3 separate regions of the Mus musculus genome follow, and regions 2 and 3 are each linked to region 1. The links are chromatin contacts, called in public HiChIP or PLAC-seq maps. All regions are on one chromosome and are shown on one strand. Each heading gives the region's core, a stretch centred on a gene start, on an enhancer-like site or on the middle of the called end of the contact. The rest is flanking DNA. Distances are from core to core; before and after follow the strand shown.

Region 1 (4,611 bases), core at 1,683-4,182:
ACCTAAGTGTTAGGCAACCAATCAAAAATAGGACAGAAACTTTGTCCCACAACACTTAGACAGTGTGAAGCATAAACAAGTGAACAATTTGATACATGCAATAATATAAGTATGAACAAAACTCTGTGAGTGTCTGAGACTTCTGGGACAACATCTCTAAAATAAAGCACATACTCTGATGGACCTTTCTCTGAATTTAATGAATTGTTCCTTTCTACCCATGTTCCACCGTAAAGATTCTACCAACCTATAACTACTATGGAATGTACTGAAAAATTCACCATCTACACTGACATAAAGACTTCAAAGCTAATCTATAAACCATTTCTATAGCCCATAAATCATTTTATCAGCAGAGAAATTTTCCTTTGTTCGTTTTTTTAAGGCAAATCAACTTTCTTCATTATTATTTAAAGGCTAGTAATAAAATAAATCTAAACTTCTTGAGCATATGACTTCAAAGGATAAAGGACAACCTAAAGCAAATGAATTTTGGTGTGATTTGGAAAATCTGACTAAAACCTTTACATAGCCAACACAAAAATAATCACATGTATCCATGCAAAAGAATATCAGTACCAAAAAGAACACTTCTAGCTACACATGTCAACAAGTGGCTTTTTCTATCCCTATTTAGACTTCTTAAACATTTCTCATTTCTACCGAAACATAAGGCAATATTTTCAACCAATTCTTCAGAGAGTTAAGGAAATATATGTGGCAAGTACAAAACAGCAAATGTCAACTACAGGAAAAAATCACATATTCAGGCAAAACTGAATTGTTAAATTCTAAACTAATTTTCTACCAAAATTCTATACAACTAGCTCACCTCATAATGAATGAGATTATCAATAGGATTTTAATGTAAACATAAACCTTATGCTACAATCTCAACATTTAGAGCTGCACCTGGAATGTCTATTCTACGATGCTCCTGCAAATCAGAAACAACAGAAATTTGACACTGCATTTCTTTGTCTCCATTCATATGAAACCGTAAATTAGCAGATGTACTTTAGGTCTTCATTAGATGAAACAGTGCAACAAGAGTCTGTTCTTTTGGTTTTTTTTTGTTTTTTTTTTTAAGAAATATATTCAAAACCCATCAAAATTAGAATATAGGATGCAATTTTCCTAAGTTTTCCTAATGCAATTTTCATTCTCTAGTACACCTCTCCAAAGAGAAAAGGCAGGATTCTTTTCGTTTAAGACCAGAATCCAATCCGTTTCCAACTTGAGAATACAAGAACAGGAAATTAAATATAACCTAAATATTTCCACATTCTTCTAAGTAAAATTGACTTTTATTCCTGAATATGAATTCACTGCTAATATTCATTAATAAAAAGTAATTGAAAATACATTTTTAAATCGCCAAAAATATAAACTACATTCAACTGTGACAGCATTAGTATTTTTCAAATGTTTTATGTGCCATTAAAAACCCATAGAATTAAACTGATAACGACTTTCCTGAAACTGAAAAGGCGTTGTAGCGTTGTTGTACGGTATTTTAAATATCAAAGACAAATTTTTACTTCAGATGAATTTAGATTCTACAGATCCTGTTAATAAGCAAAGTAAGTTTCTTTGAATTGTGACAAGAATACACTCGAATTTCTTAGGCAACAAATGCCTTTTCTGACTCACCAAAGCTATTGTTCACGGGAAACGTGACCCACTAAAAAGAAACTGTCAATTCTACAGCGTAAACCCACATTTCTCGTGGGTATTTTATTTCGATCATCTAGTCTTTAACAACCTACCCCTGGAGATTTGGGGAATAATCACTGAGTAAATGACAGTTGATTTCGTTAGCACCTGTCACCATTCTCAAAAGCACACAAGTTGGCCAAAACAGATTTTGTTTTTCTTTCAGGTTTTGGTCCTTTAGAAAGTAGAACTCACAAGACATTCACCAAGTTTTCCGAAAGCCCGTGCTTTCTCAATTTCTCCCATTTTCAAAAAGTAGCCCTGAAGCATACGATCTGGTGCGTGCAAGGGGGGCTGTATAATGAAGTGAGAGAAGGAAACACAGCTGGACTCTTCCATCGAACTTAGCACAAAGCCAGTCGAGGACACTAGCAGCCCGAGGCAGTGGGAGACTCCCGGCTCTCGGGGAAATGTCAGCCGCAGGGCTAAGGGAGTTCCCACATTGTGCACGCAGTCCCGCCTTAGCAAGGCCCGGCGTTAGCCGGTCGCCCCCAGCAGGGCCAGGCAAGGACGAGCCCTGCCCACTCGCGCTCGCGTCGCGCCTCCCCACGCCCCCACCCGCGCGGCGGGAGCCCCGAGTGTCGCGTCCTCCCCTCCCCTTCCGAGACACAGTCTGTCCTTTGTCTGAGTGCAGACTCTCGACTCGGTCCCACCAACTTGTGTGTAAGTCCCGTCCTACCCGGGCGCTCCCGCCTCCCAGCCACACAAAGAAGACTTGAGGCTCAGCGCTGCCGGCCCCGATCGGCCACAGGAACGCCCCCAGCCCCGGCCAGGCGGGACCAGGCTCCGGGACAGAAGCCCCCACTCCCGGCCCCCGCCCGCCCGCGTCTGCCGGAATCCACAGTTCACTCGTGGGACCGCGGGGACCGCCACACACCTCACGACCGCTCAGAAAGCTGTCCCCTAGCCCTCCCTCCGCGCCTACAAAAGCGGCGCTCGAGTGAGACCCGCTTGGGCGATGCCGAAGACTGGCCAGGCACCCGCGCGGAGGTCCCGCGATCGCCGCCGCCGCCGCCGCCGCCCCGGGGCGCGTTCCAGATCCCTGACTGCCGACCACCGGCGGCCGACGGCGCGGACTACCTTCGTCCCGCGCGCCAGCCCGCGCCTCTCCCGCGCGTCGCCCCCAACCCGCCGCCACCGCCACCGCCGCCGCCGGGACTCCACTGCCTTCGATGTCCCACTGGGTGTCGGACGCGACCGGACCGAGCGCCAAACGCAGCAACCCAATCGCCATCGCTTTTATTTGGCCCCCCCAGCACTATCAAGCGCCTCTCCGATTGGAGGATGCGAGAGGGCGCCCGTCCAATCAGAGGGCCGAACGGGCTGGGAGCCTTCGGAGCGAGCTCCAGCCCTGGGAGCGCGAGGCTCACCAGCGCGTGCGCGAGTGACAGGGCTCGCTCTGAGGAACGCGGCTTGCTGGGTGGAAGCACCACAGTCGCTGTCTTTGTTCTTTTGCCAACGTGCGGTACCTCTCAGGAAAGCCATGGACAGGCAGGCGGAGGCCGGGCACTTGGCGGGACCCGAAGCCCGCTATGGGCAGGAGGCGGGGAGGTCGGGATGGCGGGAACCGGCCGGGGGGCGGGCCAGCTCTTGGCGGGAATGGGCGCTGAGTGGTTCTCGGGAGGGGGAGGGGAGGAGACGGGCGGGCGCCTGAGCCAAGTTTGAAATAGTTCAAAACTCGGGTTGGTAACGGTCTTAACCGCCCTCTTCTCCGGCGTGCCATACTGGGCCCGGGGTCCAACACTTTTGTTGGCGCCACTGAAAGGAAGGCGTGTGACCGGCCCCACAGGGGATTCAATGCGGGGCGGCCCTCGCTCCTCACGGAGAGCACCAGTAGGCAGATAAAGTTAGTGCGGTTCCTTTCGGCACCTTGGAGGCTTTGGCTAGCAAAACTGGTGCCTAATCCCCTGACGACGGAAGAAAAGGCGACCAGATTTCTCTGAAAGGCCTTCCAAGCTGCGTTTATGGTTCTTAGCACTTATCAAGGTTTCAAGTTGTTTATTAACAACTTTTGAGAGCAAATAGCTCACCCCATGTTTTCTCAGCAAAGTGTAAGGAGTTTGCAACATTTGTCAATGGCATCTTGGGAGTCAACCTTTCTCCCCGAGGAATAGAAATGAGCTGCTTATACAGTACGCAGCCCAACCCCCACTCCCTGTTCAGTTATCTGGCAATGAGGTGAATAATGGTATTTCAAATTTACTTTTAATAAGATGCATCTGAATGGCAAAATCCCACAGACCTGTGAAAACAGGTTCAATAGTGAAGAGTTCAGACTGAGAATTTGTAACACTCTGGAAGTTATGTATCTGTATTGGTCGTGGTTCTCTAGAGGAACAGGTTGAATGAATGAATGAATAAATGAATGTATTCATTCCTTCACTGATAGAATGGATAGAGAACTGAGAATGAATATGTATATAGATTTTCAGAATATATAGAAAGAAGGAATATATACATAATCCTTCACTGGCATTAGAGCACACATCTTCTGGCTTCCTTCAGCCAAAGACACCCAGGCTTGTAGACTCAAGAACTAGCGGATTCTTGGGTTTTCCGTTGGTAAACAGTAATTGTTGGACTAGCTGGACCTACAGCCTGTAAGCCACTCTAATAAACTAGTGTGTGTGTATGTAAGCGGAAAATTCAAGAATCCACTAGTTCAGTTCATAAGCTGGGATGCCTTCAGCTGAACTTCATTATACACCTGAAATTCGGTATACATTATACATTGGCACAAATGCCAATAAAGGAATGGGCTTGCCAAGTAGAGTGAGGACAAGCAGGTGCAGCTTCCCACCTTAAAAGATCTGGATTAAAAGTCAAATGATTTAGTTAAGAAAAAAGCCATCGTGGGTGTACCCTTAGTTTTTAGTTAATTCTTGGGTTTTAGTT
Region 2 (4,714 bases), core at 993-3,492, 260 kb before region 1:
AATCCCTGAGTACACAGCTAGGAGAATCATGCATTATCAAGATGGAGACATAGAGAGAGCCCCAGTGTGAGCCTGGATACACTGCAGTCAGAGCAGACTTCACCTCGTTGCTCCCTACAGATGCCATTCACAATGCTGAAGTCCTCAGATGGGGACTCAAGACACTGCCTGTTGTTTCTTTCTTTCTCTCTTTCTTTCTTTCTTTCTTTCTTTCTTTCTTTCTTTCTTTCTTTCTTTCTTTCTTTTTTTTGTTTTTTGTTTTATCGAGACAGGGTTTCTCTGTGTAGCCCTGGCTGTCCTGGAACTCACTTTGTAGACCAGGCTGGCCTCGAACTCAGAAATCCACCTACCTGCTGGCATTAAAGGCATGCGCCACCACCACCCAGCCTATCGTTTCTTCTTCTCCTTTCTGCTCCATTTGAAAAGTTGTAGATGTGTGTATACAAATATACATATACATACACACATACACATATAGTTTAAATACCACATAGTCTAACATACGGCTTAAATCATAATGAAACAAACATCTGTGACCGCTACCTAGCTTAGCCAACTGCTCATCATCAGTGAAGGGACTCCTACTTATCCATCGCTACGTCTCCCTCAACTTTCCATCCACCACAGACAGCATTATCAAGCAGGGCTCTCTATAGGAATAGAACTGGTAATGCATGTATGTTTTCATATATGTGTGTATGTATAAGTATATATATTATCATATACATGATAAGAGAGAATTTACTAGAATGGCTTATACAATAGAGGCTTGGTAGTCCAACAAGAGTCATCTACATATTAGAGAGATTAAATACTCATCAGCTTCTCGGTCCATGAAGCTGGATGCCTCTGCAGTCCCAGTTTGCACTGAAGGCTGAGAAGATTTCCAGAGAGTCTCCAGCCTTCAGTCCACATTGAAAGGCAGAGGAAGTTGAAGTCTGATGGTGCTGATGGCAACAGACAGTTATAGGCAAGAAGCATATTCAGACAAATGGGAAGCATTATTTTTTCCTCAGAGCTCCTTATATCTGGAACATACTGGAAGGTTCTGTCACTCTGGGGAAGGGTCCACTCGGTTAATCCTCCCTGTCCAGACTCTGTCAAGTTGACAATTAATCACCATAGGAAGCTTTTATCCTAATTTTCAAGTTATTTAATTTCTTATTTTCTGCTCCGTACTACCCCATATCTTTGAGCAGGATATTGTTGGTTTTAGCTTGTGGTTCCATCTTGTATGACTAAGATCACACTAAATGCATTCTTTCCTAACTTTATTCATCAAAATCCATCAACATTGACATGTGGCACTGCATTCTCCAGATTCACTGCATGTATTTTGTTTTAGGAGAAGGCTGAAATTTATATTGCCTAATCTGCTGCTGATGCCTGAATTTTTACTATTTGTAAATAACGATGTTGTACACACTTCCTTCTATTCCTTCTAGCATCATTACTGAACTTCAGAACCGTTCAGCTTTGCCAAAGGATGATAAATTGGTCTCTGATGAACTTGGACCAGTTTCTTTTGCTTACAGCATCGTGTGAAAATTCTCTCTACACCATAGCCTCAGCCACACTGTGCGGTGTTTACTTCTGCCAATTAAATGAATATAAACTGATAGCCGCTAGTGGTTTCTCAATTTCTAGTTCTTTGTTTGCTATTAAGTATTTTTCTAAGTTTACTGGCTGCTTATCTTTTTATGAAATGCTCTTTTATGTCCTTTTCCACATTTTTCCTATGCTTCCTTTTCTACTGATTTTTTTCCACTGACTTGTCTTTTTCTTATCCATCTGTAGGAATTACCTTCACATATTTTGGATCCTGATCTTTTGTCCATTAAGTGTTACAAATAACTCCTAGAAGATTCTATGAGGGAGCAGGCACCAAAGAGTTTTAAGCCCTGCTACTAACTCGACCGTCTTGGTTCAGAGGATCAGGTTCTTAGAATCTGGGAATGGACAGACAGAACCTGCTGGACCAGTACAGGAGCCCAGAAGGCCTGTGACAACTCCATCCATGATACTGATCATTTGAACTGGAATTTTGTATCTTCAGACAGAGCCCAGAACATTCTGGGTTAGTGACAGCATCCTCAGAACCAGGTCGCATTGTCCTTCATAGTTGTTCTCAAGCATCGTGTCAGCAGCCCCACCCCCACCCCCACCCCCCATACACACACACCACAGTGGGATTTGCTTTCACTTCAGGGCTAGCTGGTCCAAGGAACCTGAGGATCCTGATGACTCACTGCTCAGCAAACAGCTTTCAGCTATTTATACATGGCTTCCCCTGACAAGGTCTGCCTGATCCCTCAGCAGCCGCTTGGGCTCTTTCAAGCTCACACCAACATCAAATAATAATAGCAGCTTGCAGTCCACTTGCTCGCCAGGAGAAGGGGCCAGGCAGTGCCAGGCTTCACTGCATTGTCCTCACAGCTCTCTCTGTGTTCTCATCTCATGGACAGCGAGGCAGAGCACTGCTATCTTTCCTTGCTCTCTGAATATGGAACACGGAGAAGAGAATCCTCCAACACCTTCCATGGTGTATGGAGCACTGGACTTGTCAGCCCTAGCCTGATGTTTCCCTCCACAGATAGAAATATATGAAAAATCAAGGTTTGCATTATATTCTCCAAAGAGCAAGATATAAAACATGTAACGTGATTTTATTTCAGCTTGAAGGGTTTGTACTCCTCACTTCTGTTTTCACATATACTAAACTCAGAACAATAGAGACACAAAGATGATACACAAACTTATGAAGCAGTCTATACTTTTTAGACCAGTCACTTTTTCTCTTACAAATAGGGCATGTGGGGGTGGGTGTAGCACAGGGTTTCTTGGCTAGTGAACTCTGAAAGCAGAAGAGAGACTATGAAGGGACTAAAGTGGCCAATAAGAAACAGCAAAGGGGGGGTGGGTGATGGGGGAGGGAGACATATGAGCAAAGTACGTTAATACATGTGTATGAAAATATCATAATGGATTTGGCTGCTAATTGAAAATATTAACCAAAAACGTAAAGAGAGTGAAAAAAAAATAGGTTGTAGGTCTGAGAAAGTTCCCTAAGCTGTAAGTCCAGAGTTGATTCTATAGTCATATTTGAAAACCTGCTTGGTGTATGGTCTGGTGCAATTTTAAATTTTCCTAGAGGTAGGAAAAAAAGGAACCTTGGCTTTTCTTTTTCATTTACAACGTAAGAGCAAGCTCCTTCCCTAGAGATGCATTCCCTATTTCTGCACCATAACCTCTCCTAACTCCCCACACTAACTCACAAGGCCTGGGTGAGCACTCTGAGCAACACAGACACCTGATTCAGTTGTGGACTTACACTTATTTTCCTGGGAAAAGTAAAAAGGAATACCAGACTCAATGCCATTCTTTTTAAATCATCCATATGGAGAGATGCTTGGATAATAAGGTAGGAGGAAGGGCAGTACCCAGAAATTTTGTAGCCCATGAAGCCTACATGGAGTTGATAAAGCCTCTCTCTTTTTTTTTTTTAAGATTTATTTATTAGTACATGTAAGTACACCCTAGCTGTCTTCAGACACACCAGAGGAGGGCATCAGATCTCACTATGAGATGGTTGTGAGCCACCATGTGGTTGCTGGGATTTGAACTCAGGACCTTCAGAAGAGCAGTCAGTGCTCTTAACCGCTGAGCCATCTCTCCAGCCTGATAAAGCATCTTCTTGAGAAGAAACACTGCAGAAGACAGGAGCTAGTCAAGCCTGAGTCAAACACATTAACATGTCTGTGTCACCCCACTACCTGCTTAGGTGTGAAAACCTTCTGATGTGATGGAAAAGCCATCACAATACAAAATCCCAAAGCTACAAGTGTGAAGTTCTCAACAGGTGCCGCCAGTTGCTCCTGGTGTCTTTTGCTGTAGAACACAAGATTAGGATCCTTCAGGCTGAGCATACAGGAGCAATTCTGGCAGAAAAGGTTGTTAGAGACATCATCTTAGGGACACACAAACAATGGAATAGGATAACTAAAGAGAAAGAGGAAGAAAAACAGTTTGGAAAGGGGATGAAGTGTGAACTAGAACAATACTGAGCTAGAGTACAAAGAAATATGGAAACAAAATCACTAAACCTTACTGGTCCTCTCTTACACATTTTTCTGATCTGCATCTCCCCTCTGCCACTGGTACCCAGGCTCACATCATCTCCCTTGAGGAAGACAAGACAAACTCTTAAATAGACTTGCTCACACCATGGCTACCCTACCAAATCAACCCCAGCCCCTCTCCCAAGTGTTTTCACTAAAGTGTGGTCACAGCTGAGCAGCTCCCCTACCCTACAGCCTAAGGAAAAAGTGCTTACATGCTCTCAGCCCCTTATGATGGGCTTTTGCCTTGTCCGCCAGGCAAGCGTTCCTGCATGCTAAAACTTTAGGAGGCACAAAATGATTCAGTGCATCAAAGAAATGCTTCATCAGACAAAATGAAGACAAGTCTTTGAAGTAGCTCTAATATTATAAATACTTTGGTGACCCAGCAAATTCTTCTCAGGAGGGTAGATAAACCGTGGGAAAACCCACTGTTGTCTATGCACACTTGACTGTACAATAGGAATTGTCCTCACCCACAGAGAACTATCTTTTAGAGTGTGCCAGCCCAGCAGTGATGGTAGTAGCAGCAGAGGCGGTTGATCCCAGCACTCAGGAGGCAGAGGCAGGCAGATATCTGTGAATTCAAGGCCAGC
Region 3 (4,481 bases), core at 1,649-4,148, 320 kb before region 1:
TTCAAAAGATCATTTCAACAGACAGGTGCAAAGCCTCATTCCCTATAGGTCTTTGGTCAGAAGGATGACAATGGACTTCTACACTCTCACAGGACTTGAGTGCATGCAGCAGATACCCTTGGCACAATTCATATAGTATGTGATACCTCAACCTCAGAAAACCTGCCTTTGGAAGGTGCTGCCAGCTGAATTCATTGTAGCCACTGTGACCCTGAGCTGTCTGGCTCCTAGACCTTAAATAGCCCTGAATCTGATACTTGGTCGTCCTTATCAGAAATCCTCACAGAGCCTCCTTAGTGAAGCAGGTGAAAAATCAGAAATAAGTAATCATGGGCAGAGTTTTCCAAAATGGTTGGGAAAGCAGCCCTCTTAGGAGCATAGCTCAGCCCCCACATAAAAGTCCACCCTTGGATATATATATATATTTCAATAAGAATTATCTTGTGGTAGTTTTTCTTTCAACTTGAGTGATTTAGAGTCACCTAGGAGATTGAGACACACCTCCAGTGTGTCCAGGAGGTTATAAACCAGCATAGAATAACTGAATACTTACCCAGAACACGGGTGTACTCATTATCTGGGTTGGGGCCTTGGGTGGAGTAAGAGGGACAGGAGATAGCCTGAAACTGCCAGCTTTCTCCTCTCTGTACATCCCACTTCCTCAAGCACTCTGCCTTGCTTGCCCTCTCTACCATGGACTGCATCCTCTGAGAACAGCAAACAAAATATCTACTTCTTCCCTTCTGGTGTTTCTGGAAGGGCTTTTGCTTACCACACTATGAAAGAAACTAATATTACTTAATGTATAAATAATACTTACAAGCCAATTCATAAGTGACCAACAATCCAATAAAACTATAATAATTCTTTGAACAAAGAATATAGTAAGCAGGCAGTTTATAGAAAAATAAATACAAATGACGCATATATATGCACCAAGAAACTTAACTTCACCCACAAGTAATGAAAATGTAAATTAAGATGATAGCAAAATTTCATTATCCAATAAAACATAGCAAAACTGAAAAGGATGTTATGAGGCACTAGTTTGATTGAGTTTGTGGGGAAAAAGCACACTGTCAGTTGGATTATGCCATAAGGAAATTTATAGTAATTACACCAAGTGAAATGTAAGTATATCCTCAGTTGGAAAATCGAGGACCAAGTTATCTGCTATGAAAATATCATAGGAACAAAAGTGTAATGAATGCTATCATTTGCTGTAGAAATCTGTACTACTGCACATGCAGGAAAAGCAGGATTTGGAACATTTGCAGGAAAATAAATGCACATTAGCTAATGGGCATGCATTTTTTCTTCACACTCGAATATGAGTGGGCACTGTGCTGGTTGCTAAAGAGGAAGGAAGAACGGCAAAAATAAAATAACACAAGGACTAAGTGTATGAACTAAGTGCATTAATCATGAGATCTTAGCACAACCACGAGAAAAGAGACGAAGGTGTAATTATCGGAGCAGGAACGATGCCTTTTAAGTGCTTGCAGGTGGTAAAGAAAGAAAAACACCAGCTTGTATTTAGGAAGGAAGCTGAATAGATGTGTGAAGTTTTAAAATGTTCATTATATCCATAACTCATTTGCATATGAAGATAGAAAATATTTTATCTTTAGATGGTAGAAAAGAAATTTGGCGTAGGGACAAGAGACTAAGTTGTTAAAAACCATAGCATTAGGGCTGGGGAGATGGCTCAGCGTGAAGGCTGGAGTTCAGATCCTTGCACCCTCGTAGACTTGGAGGCCACATGTAATCCTAGCACTGAGAAGGTAGAGACAGGGCACCCTGGGGCAAGCCGGCTAATTAGACTGCTGGAAGCAGCAAGTTCCACCTTCTGTAAGAGAGTCCTCAATAAATAAAGTGGAGAGTGACCGAAGAATATACCCAAGGTGAACTCTCAACCTCTACATGTGTGTGCACACATATGTAGTCTCACCTGAACACACATATACCCACACACGTTTGGATACACAAGCACACATTCAAGTACACTGTGCACAAATACAAACACACAAAGAGAAGAAAAATCACAGCCACAGAGGCAGGACGCCTTCAGAAATACATTTTAGTGGTGAATGGGCTGATGTAGTGACCAGAAACCATGCTTCCCAGTTCCAGAGAGACTATTCTGGAAAATAAGGGAGTGTGGAGTTGTTACAATGAACAAGGGTGGACATAAAAGGGTGTGTGTGTGTATATATATATATATATGCTTTCCAAGTTCAATTTCTAATTTTTGATGTATGGGGCTTTCTCCTATTAGATGTCTCTAATTTTTACATGATAAAGTGTTAATGCTTTATGCTGTGCGTGGGGTATTTACAGCCTCCTCCATTTGGAACATGCTTTATGAATTAGAATTATGAATCTGTATTTCTCATAATGATTTTGTTTTGATGATCATATCTGCATATTTGCTCCACTATAAACTTCCTTTTGTGGGAGGAGACTGATAAGAAACCAACTTTCTTTTTCCTCAGTGACTGGCTCATTGCTCCAGCGCCAGTGATTGACATGTGTCCTTTATTACATTCTAAACTACCCTTTATAGGCAAGCTATTTCTCAACTCTGCAGCCTGTAACAAGATCTGATACTTCATGAAACAGAAGCAAGTTCTGGGCTCTTCTGGATGCACTGAACAGCATACAAAACAAATTTTCTCTCATTTTTTCTTTCTTTTCTTTCCTTACAATAGATTTAAAAAAAAAAAAAAAACATTCTGGCTAGGATTCTATCCCATTCTCTCAGATCACCCATTCTCCAGCTCCTACCCCACAGGGCAAAGCACTTAGAGCCTTTCCCATTTTCCCCAAGTCTGTGCCTGACAGGCATTTCAGCCATTAGCTCTGTCACAGGGGGCTGGCTAAGTGGAGGGCAACCCTGAGGTACCTGTAACCATGGCAACTTCTCTGTTGGTGGCAGAAACAGGGACTCCAGCAAGGCGCAACATACATTTTGCCTTGTTCCTGTACCACAGAAATGCTATCAGGGGCTAGTGAAAATGGAGATTGTGCTCAGGGCTTTCCTGTCTCCAGTAATCTTTGTTCTCATCATATCTTCTATATTGTAGCTTTTGTTGTGTTTATTTTTGTTTTGTCTTGGTTTGCTTTTGAGACAGGATGTTAGTGTGTTGTCCCGGTTGTGTTAAACTTCTAGTCTTAAATGAGTCTCCTGCCTCAGCATCCTAAGTAGCTGAAACCACAGCTATACCCACCACCACACATGACTGTGCTGCATTCTTTTTTCACTAGAAATAGGGTCAGGTAGCCCAGGCTGGCCTCAGACATGCCATGTAGCCAAGGATAACCTTGAACTTCAGATCCTTCGGCCTCCACCCTCCACATTCTGGGATTACAGGTGTATTAACAACATGCTTTGTTAGTGTGATGAAGAAAACTAAACTCAGGCCCTCATATATGAGTGGGTAGGTACACTATAAATTTATATTTTTTTAATAAATTTTATAAAGTTGCATCCCAACCCTACATACTGATTTTCCAGGTATTGCTGACACTCATAGTCAAGTCATGAAGCTGTAGCCCCACTCAGGGAAGTACAGAGCCCTCCACAAGACAAGGTATAGCTTCTTTCAATAACCCATCATTAAAAAAAAAAAAAAGACTGTTATAGGAATTCACATGTATGAGGTTCTCCCTGGGGAATAGCAGCCACCACTTAGAAATGCTCATTCTACCTCTACTGACAGATTGGGGGCTTCTGTCCTTGCCTATGGCCAGTAAAGCAGGAAAAAAAAATATCCAGATGAAGTTTTGAGTCCATCACTACAGGCTTTCTTCTCTGCAGTCACCAATAATGATTCTGTTATATATCCATACAATCAATATATATATATATATATATATATATATATATATATATCCATTATATAGCCCTATATCCAATAATGAAGCACCAATAATTCTTCCCTGTCTTGAAATATTTGAGTGAGTCTGCATACATTATATGACTATTCAGAAATATACAAAGACTGTGAAGATTCTGGATTCTGATGTTTGTTTTTTGTCTAAAGATAACCATAAAAAGGCTCTTAAAAGAATTGAAATCTGGGCCCCTGTGAGATGACACTGTAGGTAAAGATGCTTGTCATGTTACCTAGTGACCTGAATTCAAGTCACGAAACCCATCTAAAGGTGGAAGGAGAAAACTGACTCTACAAAGCTATCCTCTGACTTACACACACATGCAAATGTACACACATGTACGTACACACTCACTAACATTTTCGAAAACAATTTAAATTTAAATTTATATCATGTTACAGTATAAGCAACACAAAAATGCATGTGAATATGGGTGCAGTTATGTGAAACATAGAGAATGAGATAACTTGTTTTGAAAGTGCTCCTTGAAAAAAACCTTAAAATGTTTCTCAATCTTTTTCTTGGGAAATTGAGCTTAGAAAACTGGAAAAGATACAAACAAAAGTAATGTTAGCTGCAACTTA

Evidence for each region. HiChIP or PLAC-seq counts read pairs in DNA pulled down with a chosen protein or histone mark.
Region 2: an H3K27ac HiChIP or PLAC-seq map of trophoblast stem cells shows a contact between it and region 1, with 10 read pairs. The contact joins the enhancer-like site here to the promoter of Ezh2 in region 1. A contact is called at or near these places in 3 of 39 promoter capture datasets (cranial neural crest, embryonic stem cells and maxillary cranial neural crest), 1 of 15 datasets of contacts at CTCF or cohesin (the NIH/3T3 cell line), 2 of 484 Hi-C or Micro-C datasets (nephron progenitors and pancreatic cancer cells), 15 of 115 datasets of contacts at active chromatin or transcription factors (acute myeloid leukemia, bone marrow-derived macrophages, craniofacial prominence and 10 more) and 1 of 9 other capture datasets (embryonic stem cells).
Region 3: a contact with region 1 is called in an H3K4me3 HiChIP or PLAC-seq map of craniofacial prominence, with 3 times the contacts expected there. The contact joins the enhancer-like site here to the promoter of Ezh2 in region 1. A contact is called at or near these places in 4 of 39 promoter capture datasets (cranial neural crest, embryonic stem cells, frontonasal cranial neural crest and 1 more) and 9 of 115 datasets of contacts at active chromatin or transcription factors (bone marrow-derived macrophages, craniofacial prominence, embryonic hindbrain and 3 more).

Annotation. Positions count from the first base shown.
Region 1 is chr6:47,592,098-47,596,708 of GRCm38.p6, forward strand. It overlaps Ezh2 (enhancer of zeste 2 polycomb repressive complex 2 subunit), which reads right to left and starts at 2,933. Exons shown (of 20, transcript NM_007971.2): 1 at 2,797-2,933. It overlaps F830010H11Rik (RIKEN cDNA F830010H11 gene), which reads left to right and starts at 3,112. Exons shown (of 1, transcript NR_168258.1): 1 at 3,112-4,611.
Region 2 is chr6:47,330,874-47,335,587 of GRCm38.p6, forward strand. No RefSeq gene overlaps it. Among named protein-coding and RNA genes, the nearest start is that of Gm35280, 76 kb to the left of the region's middle. Within about 2 kb of position 2,243, at least 41 of the 459 cell types and tissues checked have an H3K27ac peak or open chromatin away from gene starts, as enhancers often do. A contact at or near this core is called in epiblast stem cells, forebrain, pancreatic cancer cells and 1 more, where this site is marked.
Region 3 is chr6:47,276,498-47,280,978 of GRCm38.p6, forward strand. The region is part of intron 22 of Cntnap2 (contactin associated protein-like 2); the gene reads left to right. Among named protein-coding and RNA genes, the nearest start is that of Gm35280, 21 kb to the left of the region's middle. Within about 2 kb of position 2,899, at least 26 of the 459 cell types and tissues checked have an H3K27ac peak or open chromatin away from gene starts, as enhancers often do. A contact at or near this core is called in craniofacial prominence, where this site is marked.